Linked DNA regions of Mus musculus: region 2 is linked to region 1. Evidence: chromatin contacts called from public promoter capture Hi-C data. All regions are on one chromosome and are shown on one strand. The core of a region is the stretch at or near the end of the contact, and the rest is flanking DNA. Distances in the headings are between cores, read along the strand shown.

Evidence for each region. Promoter capture Hi-C pulls out the DNA fragments that hold promoters and counts their contacts.
Region 2: a promoter capture Hi-C map of hippocampal neurons shows a contact between it and region 1, with 4 times the contacts expected there. A contact is called at or near these places in 3 of 39 promoter capture datasets (hippocampal neurons, liver and maxillary cranial neural crest).

The regions. Positions count from the first base shown.
Region 1 is chr19:9,130,830-9,137,593 of GRCm38.p6, forward strand. It overlaps Asrgl1 (asparaginase like 1), which reads right to left and starts at 4,737. Exons shown (of 7, transcript NM_025610.3): 1 at 4,686-4,737; 2 at 3,958-4,158. The coding sequence starts at 4,725.
Region 2 is chr19:11,765,800-11,772,904 of GRCm38.p6, forward strand. It overlaps Mrpl16 (mitochondrial ribosomal protein L16), which reads left to right and starts at 4,616. Exons shown (of 4, transcript NM_025606.3): 1 at 4,616-4,725; 2 at 5,003-5,068; 3 at 7,076-7,105. The coding sequence starts at 4,671. It overlaps Gm46655 (a long non-coding RNA gene), which reads right to left and starts at 1,487. Exons shown (of 3, transcript XR_001782678.2): 1 at 1-1,487.

The DNA.
Region 1 (6,764 bases), core at 3,487-5,986:
CGGGTGGCCTGTGTTCAGCTGGTGAACAGCTTGCTACAAGTGGTGGTACATCTACCTGGAGGGTCCAGCCTTTGATACTGTAATCAACATTGTCATCTCCAAAGTCGTCTCAAGAGCCACACAATTTGAATAAAAAATGTAAAAATTCAGGTTTCAAGCAAGTTTGTTGGGCTCCCTTTGTCTGTGATGAGCACACCTGCTATCAGAATACCGTTAGCTCTAAAAGGGTGCAGTCATTGACCCCTGTGGCTATGTAAGCAGAGCCCACATGCAACAATCACAAGGTTACCAACTCTTAAGGTTCCATTGTGACAATGGCAAAGGCAAAACTACAGGCATAGAAAACAGTTGCTAGTGGAGTCTAGGGTTGCATGAAGCGTAGCCTCACAGGGCTGTGGGACAACAGGACTTTTTCACATCTTCATTGAAGCAGTGGCTATTACACCATATGTTTGATATAGGCAGAACTATACATTGGGAGGAAGAGCTTTTTGCATGTAAATATATGGGATTAAAACATCATTAAAACTGTATGGGGGCTGGTGAGATGGCTCAGTGGTTAAGAGCACCAACTGCTCTTCCAAAGGTCCTGAGTTCAAATCCCAGCAACCATATGGTGGCTCACAACTATCCATAATGAGATCTGACACCCTCTTCTGGTGTGTCTGAAGACAGCTACAGTGTACTTACATATAATAATAATACATAATAAATCTTAAAAAACAAACAAAACAAATGTATGGGACTCTGATAGAGACTTCTGAATTTGATGACACCTCAGAATCACCAGGAGGTTTCAAAACAAAAGCAAGAAAATCAATTCTTAGCCCCTATTCATAAACATTTTCATGTTGGTTAGCTTCTAAAAATTTTAGATAAATTTGTTATGAATACAATTTTGTGTGCTTCAAAGTGCATGTCAATTTTCAATGTTCTGCATTTATCATTGGAAAAATATGTAGAAAAAAACAGTGTCTCTCTTTCTTTACTCACGGAATACTCTGGCCCTGTAATATGTAGCAGCCTATTCCTTGTTTTGTATTTTTATTTGTACTTTATGAGTATGAGTGTTTGCCTGTATGTCTATCTGTCCACTTTATGCATGCCGGTGTCCTCAGAGGTCAGAAAAAGGATCTGAACCACTGAGAAGTAAAGTTACAGTGTGAGCTTCCACGGAAGATTTTTATCTTATAGATGTTAAGGACTTACAAATGTTGAGTTAATCTTTATTGTAGATTAAATTCCTTTACTTGCAAGGAATTAAAAAGCAGATAAGGAAAACAATCTTGTTATCTTAAAGGCTGTGACATGTTAGCAAACCAAATTGTAGCAGAAGTAAAGTATTAGTAATTACAGCTTAACTCCTGTGAATGCAAAAGGTAATTAGTTAGTTGCCCATTTATGTTAATCTTTAAAGAATATTTTTAAGTTGAGTGTGGTGGCCTGTGCCTGTAGTTCCAGCTACTCAGGAGGCTGAGGTGAGAAGATCATTTGAGCCTTAGGAGTTTTGAGGCCAGCTATGGAAAATGCCAGACTCCATCTCAAATCAATCAATCAATCAATCAATCAATCAATCAATCAATCAAACAAACAAAAATAAAAATAAATCTAGCATAGACATTTAGAAGCTTAATTTTACAGTGTTATTTAATGTTACTTTTCAATGAACTAAGTATTAAGGAACAAGTTCTGAATATAAAACCAAGTTCACATTCAAACATGAATAGAAACACAGATGACATTTTCACACACACAAAGATAAGGTTAATATATGCTAATTAGGGCCATGGAACTCTTATCAGAACCCAGTGTTAGGTTTTTGAAGATTCCAAATAATTACCCAAACGATCTTAGCAGAGGCCACTGGGATACTGTTTCTACTGACCACAGCTGGAAAGAGCAGATGGAAAAGACAGAGTCCAGGCTACTCATCTTTAGGCATCTGGAAGTGGGAGACCCACAGTGAGGCAACCTTGGGGAGCAACTGCAGAAGTTCCCTGATCTGCACTGCCTCAACTAGTGTGGAGGAGGGACCCTGTTAGGCTATGGACCGTCACAGGAGGGATCCTTTTAGGTTAGAGGTCACCAGAGACCTAACCGAACCAGCCTCTTCAAGGAAAGGTTCTGGAAGTGTAGTCTGTCCGGAAGTCTAGAAACAACCCTGAAAGTGAACTCAAATGCCTCAGTCCACAGACAGATTAACTTACAAGAGTTTTCAGTAAGTATCAGAGTGCCTGACAAAGGCTAGGAGACAGAGAAAACAGCTCCCCATGGCGGTCTCTCTGCTTGTCTCCCACTTTCAGATGCCTAAAGATGAGTGATGCTGTAAAGAAGGAGGTCAAGAGGTTGAGCTGCCGAAGTGGGACTGGTAACAGCAGAATATCTGCCTGGACTGTCTTTCCCATCTGCTGTTTCCAGCTGAGGTATCCCAGTATCTCAGCAGCCTCTGCTAAGACCCTCTGGGAAAATAAATATGTGATGGTTAATTGGTTAAGATAGCCTGAAACTTTTTTCCCCAAGACAGATGGTGGTACAGTTCTAAAAAGCATTTTAATCTTAAGATCTTAGGGTTTCTATTTTAAAACAAAAGAAATGAATGTTTGCCCAGTAAATTAATCAGCAGTGTTCTGATAGATAAACAAAATAATTATGCTTACTTTACAGCACTAGAGAGTACAGTCTTTTGAATTTCTTAGACCACTGCTACCTGGGTCTTGTAGACACATTATGACAATTATTTTCCTAGAACATGGCCAAACACAAAATAATTCACTCTGATTGCATTTCTATGACTTTTCGGAAACACAAACTCATTTCTTCTGAAGGAAGGAGTGGGAAAGAGCTTTGGGGCTTCTCTCAGCACCTCCCTTCTGACAGTGATGTGGGAGTCCCCTCCCCACATCATGCTCTGGCAGACACTGACCTTCTGACACTAGCTGCCTTGAAGAGTCTGATCCCACATCAGACTAAGGGGTTTTCTCCCACAAGAATGCTTCCTTACTTCAGATGCCAATTTTTAAATAGTAGCTTCTCTATAATTTCTGCCAGACAACTGCAAGCCAGTCTCCTGCTAGGGCTTCCTTTTCTAGAGCAGTTCACAGACTCAGATGTCTTACTAGTGTGTCATATAAAGGAGGCAGTTCAACACTGAGATGAACAAACACCGGGCAGGGTCTGGAAGGGTGCTGGGTATTGGGCCCACTTTTGCTGTGGAGCTGGGACTGGCATACGACCATACTCACCAATTTGGAGGTTTTTCCCATCCCCAAAATTCAGGGATAGTTTTTGGATTGCTTCATTGTGGGGGCCCCTTTTTCTTTTCTAGAAGATGAGAGGGGCTGTAAATCTCAAATTCCCACTTAGGGCTTGGTCTGTAAAATGATCAGTCTCCACCTAGAGACCTATCCAGAGTCAATTTTCTAGTCAGAAGATGATTAGTGACTTTACTGTTTAGCAGGGACCGGATATTATAATAAAAGATTCTCCCAGCATCTGTTTCAAGATTTTTGAGCTTAATTTGGGGGAGGCAGAGAAAACACACAGATGCAGAGGGGTAGAGGGAGGGAATGTACACACAGGTCTCAAAGCCGAAATGGCTACATTTTATGGTATGTAGAGTCTACCTCAAGACCCACAAATACCAAAAGTCTACACCTGTAAAGCCAGCACTTGGAAGGCTGAGGCTTGAAGATGGTTTCAGGCTATGGAGGGCTCTCCAACAAGATGCCTGGCTTTTAGTATTGAATTCTTAGGGGGCAGGCTATATAAAAGGCGAATTAACAGACTTAAAAAAAATTCTCAAAACAAGTTGCTTAGTGCAAAATGAGGAAATTCAGCACTGCATCTTGCTCTAGAGTATTATTTGACCACAAAGCCAGTCAGACTGAAGGATACCGCGTCGGTGTGGACAGGAACTTGCTCCGATTTGGCATTATTCACCTGGCAAGCATAATTTACCTGCGTTGAACTCTGGGTCGTTTTCCAGGACAGTCACGGCTCCTTCCACAGCATCTACCGCGCTCCCTCCCGCCTTGAGGATTTTGTAGCCCTCGGTTGCCGCTCTGGCGATGCCCTCGCGCACCAGCTCTTTCCGGTTGGCTGAGATGTTGCTTGCTCCGCCACCATGGACTACCACCACGAGACTCACATCGATGGAGGCTAGGCATCAGGAAGAGGCGAGTGTCATTTTGTACCGGTCCAAGGGAACCAACTCAAGTGAGCAGCAGCGTCAAAGTTGTTTCCGTTCAGTGTCGTCCGTCCCCCCCCCCCCCCCCCCCCCGCTCAGTGAGAGTTTTGTTACAAAACCCCAAAGCGACCCAAGCCTCCCAGCATTCCTCCCCATGCTCTCCCACTCCGACCTGGCAGGGGCATCTGTGGCTCAGAAAGCCTGGTGTCAAGACTCCGAGCCTGCGCTTGTGCCACAGCGCTACCCCTCAGCCTCAGTTTCCCCAGAGAACACCAGCCTCTATTTCGGCGCCAGTACTGAGGTCGCATGTATCAGAGCTCCAGCCCTCCTCCCAGGAATCTCTCTGTGCCTCAGTTTCCCGGGGTCCGTGCTCTCTGTTCCAGTTCACTCCACCTAGGGTCCGGGGTACCCTGAGGACTGGACTTCCCCACGTCCTTCGGACCTGAGCTCCTCGTCTCTGGTAAATCCTACATTTTTGTTCTTGTTTCTTTTCCCATACCTCGGACTGGCGGCGCCACGGTGCCGCGGGCGCACGCCATGATGTCAAACTGGCCAAGCCACCAGGCAGCAAACCGCTCCGCCTGCAACCGCTCTGCAGGCAACGGTTCCGCGCTTGCGCACGAGGGTGGGGGCCCGGGGCGCTGCTGAGTTACCGTAAAGCCCCGGGGTCCCTAGCGCTGCGCACCAGCCTTCCGGGACTCCAGATCTAGAATAACATTGCTTTTCTACTTCCCTAGTAGCACGCGGGACCCTTTGTCTCCTTTGCCTTGAAATTATCGCATGCTCTTAAGTCTTGCTAGTTAGAATGCTACATTAAAACCTTTTCCCTTTAAGTTCCCCATCTTAATCTTTCGGAAGAGAAGAAAATAAAGTATACCTCTGCCTCTAATTTGACAGATTCTGTTCATTAGACACTCTGAGAGCCCAGAAATCCCAGCTCCTCTCCTCCTCTAAGTCTAGGGATGCCAGCTCTAAATCCTTTCATCTCTCAGTGCCCTCTTTTTGTTGACATTTCTTCTTTCCTTGCTTCCAGCAGTTGTGGCGGCAGGGGTAGAAGACCAAACACTTCGTATTCACCAAAGGGATCCTAGAGTCTAGTTTTGTTCTGATAGTCAAAGAGGGAGAACAGATGCCAGTGACATCTACAGGTTTCTGTAGCAGTGACACCTAGGAAGAATGCCCTGCTTTATTATGTAAAGCAATTTTACTTGAATTATGAGTTTGTTTTTTTCTCACAACCTTTGTTTTCTAATTTTAAATTTACTGAAGCAATATTTTATTTTCGTTATCAATCGCTTTGTACTGTTTATTGGCTAGATGAGTTGGTGTCAAAGATAGACTTTCATTTTGCAAGTCCTTCTCTCTTTAAGGTGGGGCAACCCAGGCTCATATGTTAATGAAAAGGGCTGACCTTGTGTAAGACTTCCCAACCATTACTTCTGTAGACCTCAATAAACCTCAATAAAGATGGCTTCAAATGGTCAGGACCCGGTGGGTAAGTGCCAATTTTCCTAATATTTTTTCTTGTTTCCATCTTACCACCAACTAGAGAAAAGTTGTATCTGATTCCCCTAACCATCACAAAGGGCCATCTTTTCTAGTTAGTCTATCCCTAGCTTCCCTAGGCCAAGAGCATCCAAACAGGACACAGCCTGTTTCCCCATAGAGCCCTTTCCTACCCGTTTGCCTGCTTCTGAGTCTCTACCAAAACCAGTGGCTGGTTGGTTCCTTTGCATTAGCAAGGTTTGAGTAGATTTGTCTTGTCCTCATTGGGGTGGGTTTCATTTATTGTGTTTATTTGCTACATAATTAGAGATTTCTGCTTGAAGAAAGATCATATGCAAAAGAGATGTTGGAGAAGGGACCAGCCTTTGATTCTGGAAACCAGAGCATCAGGTCTGGTATTACCCAGTCTTGGTTGCCTGTCCACCTCCTTCCACAGTATTCTATGCTTTCCCACTAGTGATATCTTCACCCCTTTCTCTTTCTTCGAGAGACTTTACATCAGAATGTGAGGCTCTAAGAGTGGCTCTGCTATAGAGAGGAGTTTGAATTTGCTCTAGTTAAAAAGAAATTGAGATGGTCTCATACATTACACTCTGGCCTCAAACTTACTATGTAGTTGAACCTTGTAGGCATAATTTTTATTGTATACCGTGTAAAGATTATCCTTCTATTATTCAAAAGCTGATTTCTCTGTCCCCATATCTAGTTGCAATCCAGACAGGGCATTGTAATGCTTATTCTAAGTATCTTCTGCTTCAGTGTTGCATAAGCATTGCTCCCCATTTAGTCTCTGATTTGTCAATAAGAGTTGACCAGCCAATGACTGAGCAGGAGAGAGGACAGGCCTGGACTTTCTCCCTTCCTTTTTTTTTTTTTTTTTTTTTTTTTTGCAGGTTATATCTTTTCTAGGGTAAAATGCTTTCTGGTAATAGAAAAAAATACATTTCAATTGAAATAAGAAATTCTTTTGAAAACTTGAAACTAAATATACCTTAATGGATAAATACACCTATTTCTCCTACTCCCTCTATATATATTCAAAGTTTACATGTATTTATTTTTAGACCATAGA
Region 2 (7,105 bases), core at 3,366-5,865, 2.6 Mb after region 1:
CCATCACTGAATACACCCGGGAGATCTGGGGTATAGAGCCCTCTGACCTGCCTACCCCACTCCCCAACCTCCCCAAGGACTAATTAATTAACTCACACAGTGAGACTAGTGGCTTGTTTAGCTGACTGTACCCTTGCCAGTCTTCAGGCACTGCAAGCAACTGCTGGTCCCTGCTATCCAAAGTGCTATGTGTCCAGGGAGGATCATGGGAATGGTTTTGAGGACCTAGACAAGGAAGGAGATGTGGCATCCTCCTTGTTTCTTACAGAAGAATTGTTGCAGAGTTCACAGCACAGAGAGGCAGAGATGGTCCCCACAGCTTCAGCCCATCATCATCCCCAGAGGCTGAGCAGGGAGGGAGTGGAGCTGAGCCCCTGAACTCCTGCAAATAGCTGAGTGAGCTTAAGCCTTTAGTTTGGGGTGTGAATAGGGATCTGTGGTGAAGCCAGTATTCCTATGTTCTGCTAGTACCTGGGTCACCAGCTGTAGGGTACAGCCAGCCCCAGTGTGTGGTCTTGTTGGCCTGCTGGGTGGAACCTTTGCTTCAGGCTTCATGCTCACAACTTTCTGTCCTTTGCCCTTGACTGTACTGAGTATGTGGGTGGTTGATCCATATAGGCCATGCTTCTTAGCCATCTGTGGAAGCCTGTGGGTGTCAAGTAGAACCCAGAACCCCTGGAGAGGAGCACTGAAGAGAGAGAGAGAGACCTTTATCCCGTAACTGAGGCCTCGGTTAAGGACTGGCAATTTTATAGAGGGTTGGCTTAGTTCTTTGCTTTTCAACAGGAAATAACACTTCATGAGGAACTGAAACTAGCTAAGCCTTCCTTTTTAGCAAGTAAACCTTGTACTTGGTCAGTGTGGATATGTCTGCTAGGCTGACGACTGAGCTGCTGGCCCTGCAGAGGGCCCAGTGTCCACTCCACTACAGCAGCAGAGTGAGGAAGACCCACTACAGGAGCCTTGCTCCTCGAGAGCAGAATCTGCATTAAGTACTGCCCAAAGGAAGTGTGTTGTCATAGAAACGATATAAAACTGTTCTTCCAGAGGCTTCACCACCTTGCACTGCTCTATCTGGTTGAGAGTGGGCAGGAGAACCCCTTACTTTCCTCACTATGGGTGCATTTGCTGGGAAGTATCTTTTCAGGACTCAATTCACCGGAGCCACTGTAGTAGCTTGTGGGGGTGGGTGGGCAGGTTCTAGGGCCGGTCATCTGCTGCCTTGTGCATGAGGTCCCTTGAAGCCACAATACATGATCACCCTTCTACTACTTGCTGTTGCCTCCTTGTATGAGAAATGGATTAAACTTCTATGCCTATGGCAAAAAAAAAGAAGTGTACACAGTTGTATGTGACTTTGATTAGGCATGTAAGTGACCTATGTACAACACCCTCTTAAGAAACTGGAACCACTGGGCGGTGGTGGCGCACGCCTTTAATCCCAGCACTTGGGAGGCTGAGGCAGGCGGATTTCTGAATTCGAGGCCAGCCTGGTCTACAGAGTGAGTTCCAGGACAGCCAGGGCTACACAGAGAAACCCTGTCTCAAAAAAAAAAACAAAAAGAAAAAAAAAAAGAAAGAAGAAAAGAAAGAAAGAAAGAAAGAAAGAAAGAAAGAAAGAAAGAAAGAAAGGAAGGAAGGAAGGAAGGAAGGAAGGAAGGAAGGAAGGAAGGAAGGAAGGAAGGAAGGAAGAAAGGAAGGAAACAAACAAAACTGGAACCAAATAGATGAAACCTTCTACTCCTTCCAGTGGAGACACAGAAAAGGCAAGTCTGCAGAGTGGGAAAGATGGTTTCAATCTATAAAACTAGGCAGTAGTTAGGAAATTCAACACATAACACAGGCTTTAAAATACGCATTCTTTTTAAATTCGTATACATAGGAATGGGCTTTGTTATGAGGCATTCACAAACATTTTCTTCTTGATCCTCTCCCTGCCCCATCCTCTGCTGGTACCTTTCCATTTCCCTCTCATCCTTTCATGTCACATGTATTCTGCTATCCCTTGTTCTTCTCTTTCCTCCTTCCCCAACTCTCTCTCTTAAGACTTCTCCTCCTATTGGTCCCCTTTCTAGTTTCAGCACACACACACAAATTAAAACCGGGAATCTGCCTATGAGACATAACAAACAGTTTTGAATTGATAAGAGAAACATGAACAAGTGCATATAAAAAACAAACTAGCATACATACAAGCAAATCACAAACATTGAAATCAAAAGCATGAGGGAAAGCTAGATATCACTCATCAATGAAGAAATGAAAACTGACATATCACCACTATGTGATTTATAATCCATTAGACTGGAAGATGTTATCACACATCAACTTTAATCAACTATTTCACCCAGCTTTTGTTCACTACCTTTATCTAGAAAGGGTTGGGCTGATATTTTGCTATTTCTTGCTGCTATTGTGTTTCTTCATTACTCTCCCACTTAAGAATGGCAACTGCTAGTGACTAGAGAGATGAATCAACTGTTAAGAGCTGTTCTTTCAGAGGACCTGTACGGGCAGTTTACAAGCATCTGCGCAGCAACTACAGCTCCCTCTTCTGGCCAGTGTGGGCACCTGCACATAGATGTAAATGTCTTGTTTATATGCAAATATCTTTTTAAATTGTCCCTTATAGTTACAAAGAACATAATTTCAAAATCTAAATGCCCAATACTACATAATACAACACTGAATTAACCTTAGTGGAAACTGTCCCTCGGCTCAGTGCTATTTTAAGTAGAGAGATAATAGTGAAGATAAGACAGGAAGGAGGAGGTTCTTCATTTCTTCATTTTTACACTCCTCCCAACCAAGATGCTTGCCTCTTATCACACCTTTGTTGACCTTCCTGGCATGGGTGGCACCTGTCGTGGAATGGATTACATCTCTTTTAAAAAGAGGGGACTTGGAGTTCTGACCACTCTCAGGTCTTTCAAAATGTGGCCTTTTGCCAGCGCAGAAGGAGGAATATCAATAAACAAGTTAAATTGTGTCCTGGGGTGGATTTGTAGAGTCTCTTAATACTTGGGAAGCAGATGTATTGCACAGGTGAATAGATTTGTAAGCAATTTCCCCAGTATATCTTATCCACAAGCATTGAAGGCTGTACTTACTGCTTGTGAAATTAATTCTTAAGAGCACACAGATTTAACATGATTTAAACACAACAGACATCAGTCTCATTTGCTAATTTCATCTGTCTCCTAAAAGCTTAGATACAAATCCTCTTGTTCTAATCACTACAAAGCTCCAGCCTCAGGAAAAATTATATGTCCAACATTTCCAAAAGGATAATTATACATTATTTCATTTCCCTTCCTTATTAAATTATGGTGTGGTCCATTCACTAGAGCAGCCAATCCCCTTAACGACCCAGCCATCCCTCCAGCTCCTTCTCTTGGATTTCTTAAAGGAAAAACTTTGAAGACAGAACATTACCCCTCTTCTGTGAAGACAAGGCTAAATCTTGAAACCAAACTGATCATTTATAGAAACAAATTAATCCTGTTAATCTATGCCAGCTTGAGATGACCACCATACCAAACCAAAACTGAAGCAATGATCAGCCTAGACCAGGACTGCTTAATTATGCATACTTTTTAGCGGACTCCCCACTCGATGCCCCAGTTTGTCCACTAGTTAAACTTAAAGGTGCCAGGTGTGGTGGTACATGCCTTTAATCCCACACTGTGTAGGCTGAGGCAGACAGATCTCTGTGAGTTCGAGGCCAGCCTATCTACATAGTGAGTTCTAGAACAGCCAGAACTACATAGAGATTTTGTCTCAAATAAATAAATAAATAAATAAATAGCTTAAAGCTCATATCAGGGCCATGAAAATGATCTTGAATGGTCATTGGAGTCCATCATTTATTATTTCAAATGAAGCTACCTTAAATTAATGGCTTTTCGAGGTTACTTTCTTTTAATTAGCATATTAAGGACAGGTGGGACTGCAGAGATGGCTCAGCGGTTAAGAGCACTGACTGCTCTTCCAGAGGTTTTGAGTTCAAATCCCAGAAACCACATGGTAGCTCACAACCATCTGTAATGAGATCTGATGCCCTCTTCTGGTGTGTCTGAGGACAGCTACAGTGTACTTATATATAATAAATAAATAAATCTTTTTTTTTTTTAATTATAAAAGTAAAAGGACAGGTGATCGAACCCAGCCGGTTGGGAATGCCCAAGCCAGTGCTTTTACCTTGAAAACTCCAGCTACAGCTCTTTTGATAGATTTGTCAAGACCAAACTCAGCAAGCGCACAGTAAATAAGCCAATGACAAATCAATAGCATCTTTCTATGTCCCTAGAGAAGAGACATAAATGTACGGAAAGTTAAGGGAACAACTTCTTACAAAACCTCGGGCTTTCGCAGCTTTCTACACCAAGGAGAAAACCCAGAGCTGTCACTAAACAGAAAAAAACTGAGAAGACCCTCGCGGAAACTTGAAACACCTCGGGCGTGGCTTGGCCTGTGGGACCTTTAACCCGCAGATAACCTGCTCCAGAACCAGGTGCTGGAAGTTTCCTCTACTTCCGTCAGGACTCTATAAAAGGTGGGACAGGATGACGTCACTTCCTGTCTTGTGTCCGCGGGCCGGCAAAGCTCTGAACTGGGAAAAGCCACTGTTGTAGTTGAGAGAAACCTGACCCGGCAGCACACGCGTGGCCATGTGGAGGCTGTTGACGCGCGTCCCCGCGCCGCTCCTGCGGATGCACTTTTCAGGTCAGAAACCTGTTTCATCTTTTAAAAAGGCATTTCCCCGATCTTCCTCCCCACATTCCAAAGTCTATGCTTACTGCGATAGGTCCTGCGCTTTCCTTACTTCTTCCACCTCCACTATGCGGAGGCCTGGGTCCTGGTCATGTGCGGGAGACGGTGCTCCGTGAGCCTAGTTGCTTCCTTGGAAGCCCATTTAGTGGAACTCGTACCCCCGTGCTTCTAGACACCTCTGTCAGGAGTGATCAGAGTGTAACAGTAATGGTTTGATTTGTCATTGTAGATTCTTGGGCAGCCCTTCCCACCAGTGCTGGTCTGAAGACGCTCCTCCCAGTTCCAACTTTTGAAAGTGAGTACCTGTCATTTCCACTTATTTTTCTCTGAGAAAAGGCATCGAAGGTGTGTTTGTGCTTCCTCCCTCCGTTGAGTGATTCAACAGATATATGTAAGGAAGGCAAACTGCAGCGAAGTCCCTCGATGTTGCAAAGCAGATAACTATTGGGCTAGTTCCCAGGCATCCTACCACTGATGTGTGGCCCATGATCTACCCAGTCAGCACTAACTGGGCATATATCAGATTTTTTTATCTTCTAAATAATAGTACAGATATGCAGACACTTAGCAATAGTAGCCAGGTGCTCTGCAGTCCTGTACATCTAACTTTTTAATGTACTAAAATCTCCAAAACTGCAAATGGCCTAGACATCTGAGGGTCTTCGGCACATAACTGTTAAACTACTGTGTGGGCTGGAGCAATGGCTCAGCAGTTAATAACACTTGTTGCTCTTGCAGAGAACCCAGGTTCAATTCTCAGAACCCACAAGATTGTTCATAACCATCTGGGACTCCAGCTTCAGGGGTTCCTACATCCTCTTCTGCACATTAATACATGCAGACAAAACACTCCTAACATTTTTGATAAATAAGGTGCTGTGTGTGCTTAGAAGTGCATACTAACTTGCAGATGTAAGAACGTATTACCAGGTCTCACAGTAGCTGCCCATAGAAGTCAGTGAAGGGAGAGTAGTTTTTGTAACTTGGAACAGCAACTTTATTATTCCATTAATGATCTGATGGCCCTTTGAGGCTTCCTGTTTTGTTTATTCTATCATGGAGCCATTCTTTCTCATATTTAATTTTTTTTTTGAGTCACAGTTGTTTTCCCCAGGATGTCATATAGAGGATAGTGACAAGAAAAATCCTACTTTGTAAGTTTACCAAGAAAAATACAACAGAAGGTTTTTTTTTTTTTCGTTTGTTTGTTTTGTTTTAATGGTATTTTTGCAATCTAGAGGAGCAGTGAGTTTTGTTTTGTTTTTGGTTTTGGTTTTTAAGAGCATGCTTCTGGCTTTGATGTTTTAACTGAAGTTCCTCTTCTTTAAAGTAGAGATTAGAATACCACTTGCCCAATTATGTTTCTTGGCCTAGCTGAAAATTATGTATGCTCCTGTTTTCAATTCTTTTTATTTTTAATTGCCTTTTATTTATTTTGTATGCATGCACTTGTGTGGGTGCGTATGTGTCAAGGCATATATCTGGAGGTCTGTGACTACTTTTGGGAGTCAGTTCTCTCCTTCTACCACGTGGGCCCTAAGGCTCCAACCCAGATGGGCAAGCAGTGCTTTTTACCGGTTGGGACATCTTGTGGGCCCCTTGTTTTCAATTTCTAATACTTCACTTTGTATTTCCCCCATTTGTCTGTTTAGTGTTGAAGCCCTAAAGAAATATAAAGGTTGCCACCACTCAGTCCAGCACTTCCTGCAGGTTCGAGGTTACACAGTGATCACATGACATCCATAAGACTGTCTCAACCCTCTGCGTACATGTTGTGGGTGTATAGCGAAGTCTTCATGTGGGACTCCTAACGGGGCTGTCTCTGACTCTTTTGACAGTTTTTGGGACCCTTTTCTTCATCTTGGGTTGCCCCATCCAGTCTTAATACGACAGAAGGTGCCTAGTCTTACTGCAACTTGATATGCCACGTTTGGTTGATATTCATGGGAGGCCTGCCCTTTTCTGAATAGAAACAGGAATGAGTAGATTGAGATGGGGGAAGAGGGGAGACTACAGTTGGGATTTTTTTTTTAAAAAAAAAAAACAATCTCAAAATACCAAAGCTGCTTTAACAGTGAATGAAGTAATAATTGAGAACAGTCCCTACAAATAGGGGCTGAACATACAGGGGGGTAATAAGTGAATTTGGCTGAGAAACATTTGTGTAAGCATTGTTATAGCTGAAAGAGTCCAGTGTCGCTAGAAACATCCAGAGGCAAATGGTAACCGCTGGAATTATTACTCATTAGGCCCTCTGCGTCGTGCACCTTCACTTATTCTTGATTGTCTTTGCTCCTGCTAGATGTCTCCATCCCTGAAAGGTCCAAGCTTA